Regions from separate parts of the Zea mays genome. Here region 1 is linked to region 2. Evidence: chromatin contacts called from public Hi-C data. All regions are on one chromosome and are shown on one strand. The core of a region is the stretch at or near the end of the contact, and the rest is flanking DNA. Distances in the headings are between cores, read along the strand shown.

What was found. A called contact is a pair of places that touch in the nucleus more often than the background predicts.
Region 1: a contact with region 2 is called in a Hi-C map of leaf, with 5 times the contacts expected there. The contact joins the promoter of LOC103630192 here to the promoter of LOC103630191 in region 2. A contact is called at or near these places in 7 of 25 Hi-C or Micro-C datasets (bundle sheath, ear, endosperm and 3 more) and 1 of 3 datasets of contacts at active chromatin or transcription factors (seedling).

Annotation. Positions count from the first base shown.
Region 1 is chr6:147,200,724-147,203,648 of Zm-B73-REFERENCE-NAM-5.0, reverse strand. LOC103630192 reads right to left here and starts at 1,472. Exons shown (of 28, transcript XM_008651269.3): 1 at 1,197-1,472; 2 at 812-883; 3 at 428-514; 4 at 166-341; 5 at 28-92. The coding sequence starts at 435.
Region 2 is chr6:146,989,555-146,992,501 of Zm-B73-REFERENCE-NAM-5.0, reverse strand. It overlaps LOC103630191 (Heat shock protein DnaJ with tetratricopeptide repeat), which reads left to right and starts at 1,618. Exons shown (of 11, transcript XM_008651268.2): 1 at 1,618-2,947. The coding sequence starts at 1,884.

The sequences.
Region 1 (2,925 bases), core at 223-2,722, 210 kb before region 2:
TAGAAAACAAAATATAAACCAACTCACCACATATGGATAGTCAAGGCTATCATGAAAAAGGCGGATGGCGTCTCCAAGGTCAAGAGGTTCACCTAAATTTTCTAAGCATTTCAGAATTGATGCAAGAATAAACAAAAAAGGAACTTCGATAATGCTACACTTCACCTTTCTTAGCACAGTTGAGGACATAATCAACACTAACTTGATCTATATCTACATCATCCAAAGAGATTGCACCAGGTGGCATTGCAACTTTCTTGATCAAGTTGCCAGAAAGAATGTAGTTGAGTAATACTTGACGGTCACGGCGATAACGTTGCAGCAGCTCAACAACATTTTCTCTGGTTAATTTGAAACATAAAACAGTCACTATGCAATTAAATGTAACATCCTTATGAAAGAAGGGTTACTCTGCAGCGAATCTTACTCGTCCATATTATGTATGCTGGGGCGGCAGCACTCTAGTTTTAAAACCCTGATAGAGGTGCTACCAAATTCCTCACAATCAGCACAGCTGGAATAGCCACAAAAAAAACATGCTATACTATTACATCAACCGAAAACCACATACAGCATGGTAATAAGAGATGTTCGGTAAGCAACTCCAAAAGTCTTGATTAAGTATGCAATGTTGTGTACAAAAGATATTCAGTGAACTGCAACTATTATCTAGTTGTAGATGTTTGTGTGAACAAATTGAGGTAATCCATATGGAATTTCACTCTGACAAATTCATGGCTAGCAAATACAAATCCACCCTGAACAGTCAGACATTCAACATTTATGACTTGGCAACAGAAAATGCACTGACCATAGCTCCCAGGACACTCCTGATCCAACCAAATTAGCGAGCAAAGCAACACCACACAGCCATCCACGTAACCTGTGCCAAAATGAGAGGAAACACACAATGCCAAACACATCCAGCGCCCTATTTGACTTTCACACGCTAATTAAACCCCAAATTGCCAACTCACACACCATCCAGCGTCCCATTCCTGCCAGACCCGCGTGCACCCGAAATTAAGCAACGGACGCCGAAGCAACGAGCCCACTGCCCACCGGTGGTCCAAACCGCAAAAGCTCTACCCGTCCGCTTCCCCAGGACGCGCCCACCACTACAGCGCAGCGCCAGCAGCCAGCGCGTCTCCAAATGAGATCTGGATAGAGAGGCTAGAAGACGAGGGGGTAGGTACCTGCACGGAGCCGAGATCTAGCGGATTGGAGAGCAGGTGGAGTTCGATGGGGGTGGAGGAGGTTACAGACGCGTGCTCGCCGGTGGAGACAAAACTAGCTCGCCGATGGATACCAGACTAGCTCGCCGGAGAGGCATGGGAGTCGGAGAGAGAACGCGGGCACGTGACGTGAGCAGTGGAGCCGCCAAGTACCAAGTCGGACCGAGACACCTCTGACGTAGTGACGTGCCAAACGCCCAAACTCTAGTCTTAGATTAGAGTAAGTTGAGCCAGATCATATGATCTAACTTAGTTCAAAATAAGTTACATTATATAAACAAGTATCCCCTAATTCCACAAGAGTGTTAAAAATTTCCTAAAAATGATTATTCGTGGTATGCTAAAAAATTTAAGAGTAAACTGTACCAACAGTCTCTTTGAATAAATGCTGGAAAATTAAAAATTAGGCTAAGCTAAAAAAGAATGATGGGAGGTGAGATTAATTGGCAGGAAATCTCTACTACTCTATATGTTTCTAGAGTGGGCGTCCACATGCTCTGGTGAAGCATGCCTCCGCTCGGCTCTTCTCGCCCCCACTCTCCTCTCACCCGCAATTCCTGCGGTCTCACCCCAGATCTGCGTCCGCAGATCCGCATCTCTAAACCCCGCCCCAGCTCTCTCCATGAAAGTTGACATGCTCCGCCCTGAATCCGTGTCTGCGACATCCTCCACCTCGGATCACCGCGTCCATGCTCTCCATGGACGGCAAATCCGCGACGTGGATTGGGTACCCCGCCCCCGCTCTCTCCTTGGAAGTCTGCGATAGCCCGATCTCCATGGAAGGGTCATCCACTGAAAGTCGCCTAGAGGGGGTGAATAGGCGGAATCTAAAAATTATAAACTTAAGCACACACTACAAGCTGGGGTTAGCGTTAGAAATGAATTCGAGTCCGAAAGAGAGGGGAAAACAAATCAACCAAGAAATAAAACGGATGAACGCGGTGATTTGTTTTACCGAGGTTCGGTTCTAAAGAACCTAGTCTCCGTTGAGGTGATCACAAAGACCGGGTCCCTTTCAACCCTTCCCCTTCCTCAAACGGTCACCTAGACCGAGTGAGCTTTCTCCTTAATTCTCAGGTCACTTAGACCCCACAAGGACCACCACACAATTGATGTCTCTTGCCTTGCTTACAAAACACTTGGGAACTGTTGGGGACTTGTTCTCAAATGCTATGAATCAAGAACAATCCCAAAGTATTAAATGTTAAAGTCCTTCGACCTTCGTCCTTTGAAGCATTATTCCCCTTAGGATATAATGATATTCAGACGAAGGTCATGAAGGACGTACCTTCATGATTGCAATATATATTAATAAATGAAGAAGCATATAGAATATGAGAGACAATATAAACAATCGTATAATATTGTTAATTCATTCTTATTATATTATCATAGAAAGATAGAAACATTATTGAATTATAAAAATACCTTCGGCTTGACATAAGGCAAGAAGTACTAGCGTGACACAAAAGCAAGTACCAGTCAGCGTGAACAGTACGGGGTACTGTTCATCTATTTATAGACACGGGACACAGCTCGTATAAAATTACATCCAGACCCTTTACATTTGCTAATAACTTTAAGGTAACCCACCGAGGTCTAAATAGCCTTTTCCCTTTTAAGTCGGTTCCCTTTTCGTCGTTATGTCGAAGCTCCCTTGCACGTAGCTTCGTCGCTGCATCAACCTTCG
Region 2 (2,947 bases), core at 369-2,868:
GGGGTCCCTTTTATAGCCCCAAGGCAGCTAGGAGCCGTTGAGAGCAATCTAGGAAGGGTGATCTTGCCTTTTGTCGACTGGCGCACCGGACAGTCCGGTGCACACCAGACACTGTCCGGTGCCCGATTTCCTTCCAAAAATGGCGCAGTCGACCGTTGGCAGCCTGAGAGCCGTTGGCGCACCGGACATGTCCGATGCACACCGGACAGACCGGTGCCCCTTCTAGCCGTTGGCTCGGCCACGTGTCCCGCGCAGATCGCGCGGCCGACCGTTGGCCCTGCCGACCGTTGGCTCACCGGACAGTCCGGTGCACACCGGACAGTCCGGTGAATTATAGCCGTATGTCGCCGATGAATTCCCGAGAGCGACGAGTTTGCCTGTGAACGAACCACCGGACAGTCCGGTGCACCACCGGACAGTCCGGTGAATTATAGCCGTACACCGCCGTCGAAGTCCCGAGAGCAGCCACTTTGCCAGAGCCAGCCTGGCGCACCGGACACTGTCCGGTGCACCACCGGACAGTCCGGTGCTCCAGACTGAGCTGAGTCTTGGCTGCTCGAGCCAAGACATTTTCAATTGGATTTTTTCCTGTTTCCAGCACTTAGACACAATACATTAGTCCATAAAACAATGTACTAAGTCTGAGAAACATACCTTTATCCTTGATTTGTACATTGTCCACCTTTTTACACTTAGGCACTTGTGTTGGACACTAAATCACCAAAATACTTAGAAATGGCCCAAGGGCACATTTCTCTTTCAGACACGTTAGCACACTGCTACATCCCCCATTGTACACCTGAGCCCTCTCTTTACGCCTATAAAAGGAAGGTCCAGGGCTCTCATACGAGAAGGTTGGCCGCGCGGGAGGACGGACCGGCGCGTATAAGCCTCTCGCTCTCTCTCTCCCACGCGGACGCTTGTAACCCCCTACTGCAAGCGCACCCGACCTGGGCGTAGGACAACACGAAGGCCGCGGGTTTCCTCCTTTTTCCTGTCTCCTTTTTCCCCCTTCGTGCTCCGTCTCGCGCCGACCCATCTGGGCTGGGACACGCGGCGACAATTTACTCGTTGGTCCAGGGACCCCTCGGGGGTCGAAACGCCGACAGTACCAGGTTAGCTCTTCCTTTCAGCAGGGGTGTTCACCTGAGAGCTACCTGTTGTCTTGCTGGGTTGCTCGGCGGGTAGGTTGGTCGGCAATCCCGCCTCGCTAGGTTGCTCGGCGGTCCTCGCCTCGTTGGGTTGCTTGACGAGTATTTGTTCGATAGGCGGGCTGGTCGGTTTGGCGGGCCGTCCCCAGGAGACCTTTTAAACCTTCATGCCAAACTATTTGACAGGTAGTCAATCTAGTTCATGGGCCGTCTTTGGGAGGCCTTCATGCCTTCCTTTACCATGTTCCAGGTATCAAGGAGCTTTTGTCTCCTTATCAAAACTGTCTTGAAAATGGTTTAATTTACAAAAGTAGAGTGTTTTGACTTAGAAGTAAGAAAATAAAATTGTTTTATGAAAATAATCCAAGTGGTGATAAAATAGTTCAAATATACCAAATCTTATACTAATTTTATTGGTGTTTGACCTACTTCAATTTGCCCCCTACGAAGGCATTTCCGAACGGCCCAACCCAACGTCACAACTGCGAGTCTACGAATTCCGTAAACCGGCCGACCAACAAAGCTGCCGTGTGCCCGTGTGGAAGCGTCCTCGCCTCCTCGGCCCCCTCGAATCACACGCGCCCCGCCTCATTCGTCCATTCCCCAGCCTTCCAGAGCCCGCCGCCGCCGGCCGCTGCTCCCCCGACGCGGGGGAAGCCACCGGCGGTAGCGCTCGCTTCGCCGCGCCAAAAACCTAGCGGCTCCGAGCTCCCCGCCGCCTCCGTGGCTTATATGGCGAACCCGGGCCTAGGGCTTGGACTCGCGCCACCGGGCGCCGAGCCCTCCGCCGGAGCGCCGCCCTCTTCACGTCGCGCGCCGCGCTTGGCCAAACGGCGCCACGCGCCCGCCTCCTCCCGCTCCCGCATGCCGCAGACCTCAGCCGGAATATGGAACCCGTTTGGTGGTGGCGGAGGTACGGATAGACAGACCGGAGGCTTTGTGTTTGGTGCTGCTTCGGCAGTGAGCCAACAGCCTTTGGAGCCAGCAGTGTCAGTAGCTTCACCCACTGAGGCGCCCTTCGTGTTTGGGAGCGTGAGGGAGAGCCTGCCTCGGTTTGACGAGGGATCGCCCGCTTCATCAAAGCTCCCTGATAAGATGGAGAAGTTGAACCTGCGAACATCAAGTGAGGTTGACGATGGTCTCGGTCAGGGGAGGGATCGAAAGGATGGAAGTTCGGTATTTGGTGCTGATATATCTGGTTTGTTTTCTAGTAACAAGGAATCTAATGTGCTCCAGGAGAAGCTTACACAGTTGAATTTAGGCCACAAAGAACCCTTGCAAAGTAAGAAGAGGGATAGTGCTAATGGTGTGCCGCAAGCATTTGTGTTTGGAGGTAATGGAGCTGGGAGTTTTGCTGACTGTAAGAACAAAGCCGCCCCTGGTGCACATTCAGATGATCCTAGTTCAGTTCATGGCACTGATGCAAAAGGTATGGCTGGGAAGTCGATGCAGTTCAATATAGGCAGTCAAGCACCTTCCAGGGGTGGGGGGATTGATCGTACTAATGGAGCACCAGAAGCTTTCACGTTTCGAAGTACCACATTAAGTGGTCATGTGGATAATATAAACAATGTTGACTCTGGTGCCAATACCAGTTCTTCCACTGTTGCTAAATGTGTTTGTGATGCAGATTTTCCTCTGGAAAAGATAACACGGTTGTGTATAGGAAGTGACATGCCCTTGCATGAGACGAAAAGTGGTTATCAACCCAAAGTGTTTACGTTTGGAAGTGGAGGAATCCCAGGCGCTGTTTTTGGGAAGGAAACTGGCAGCACATCAGATAGGAGCAGTGAATT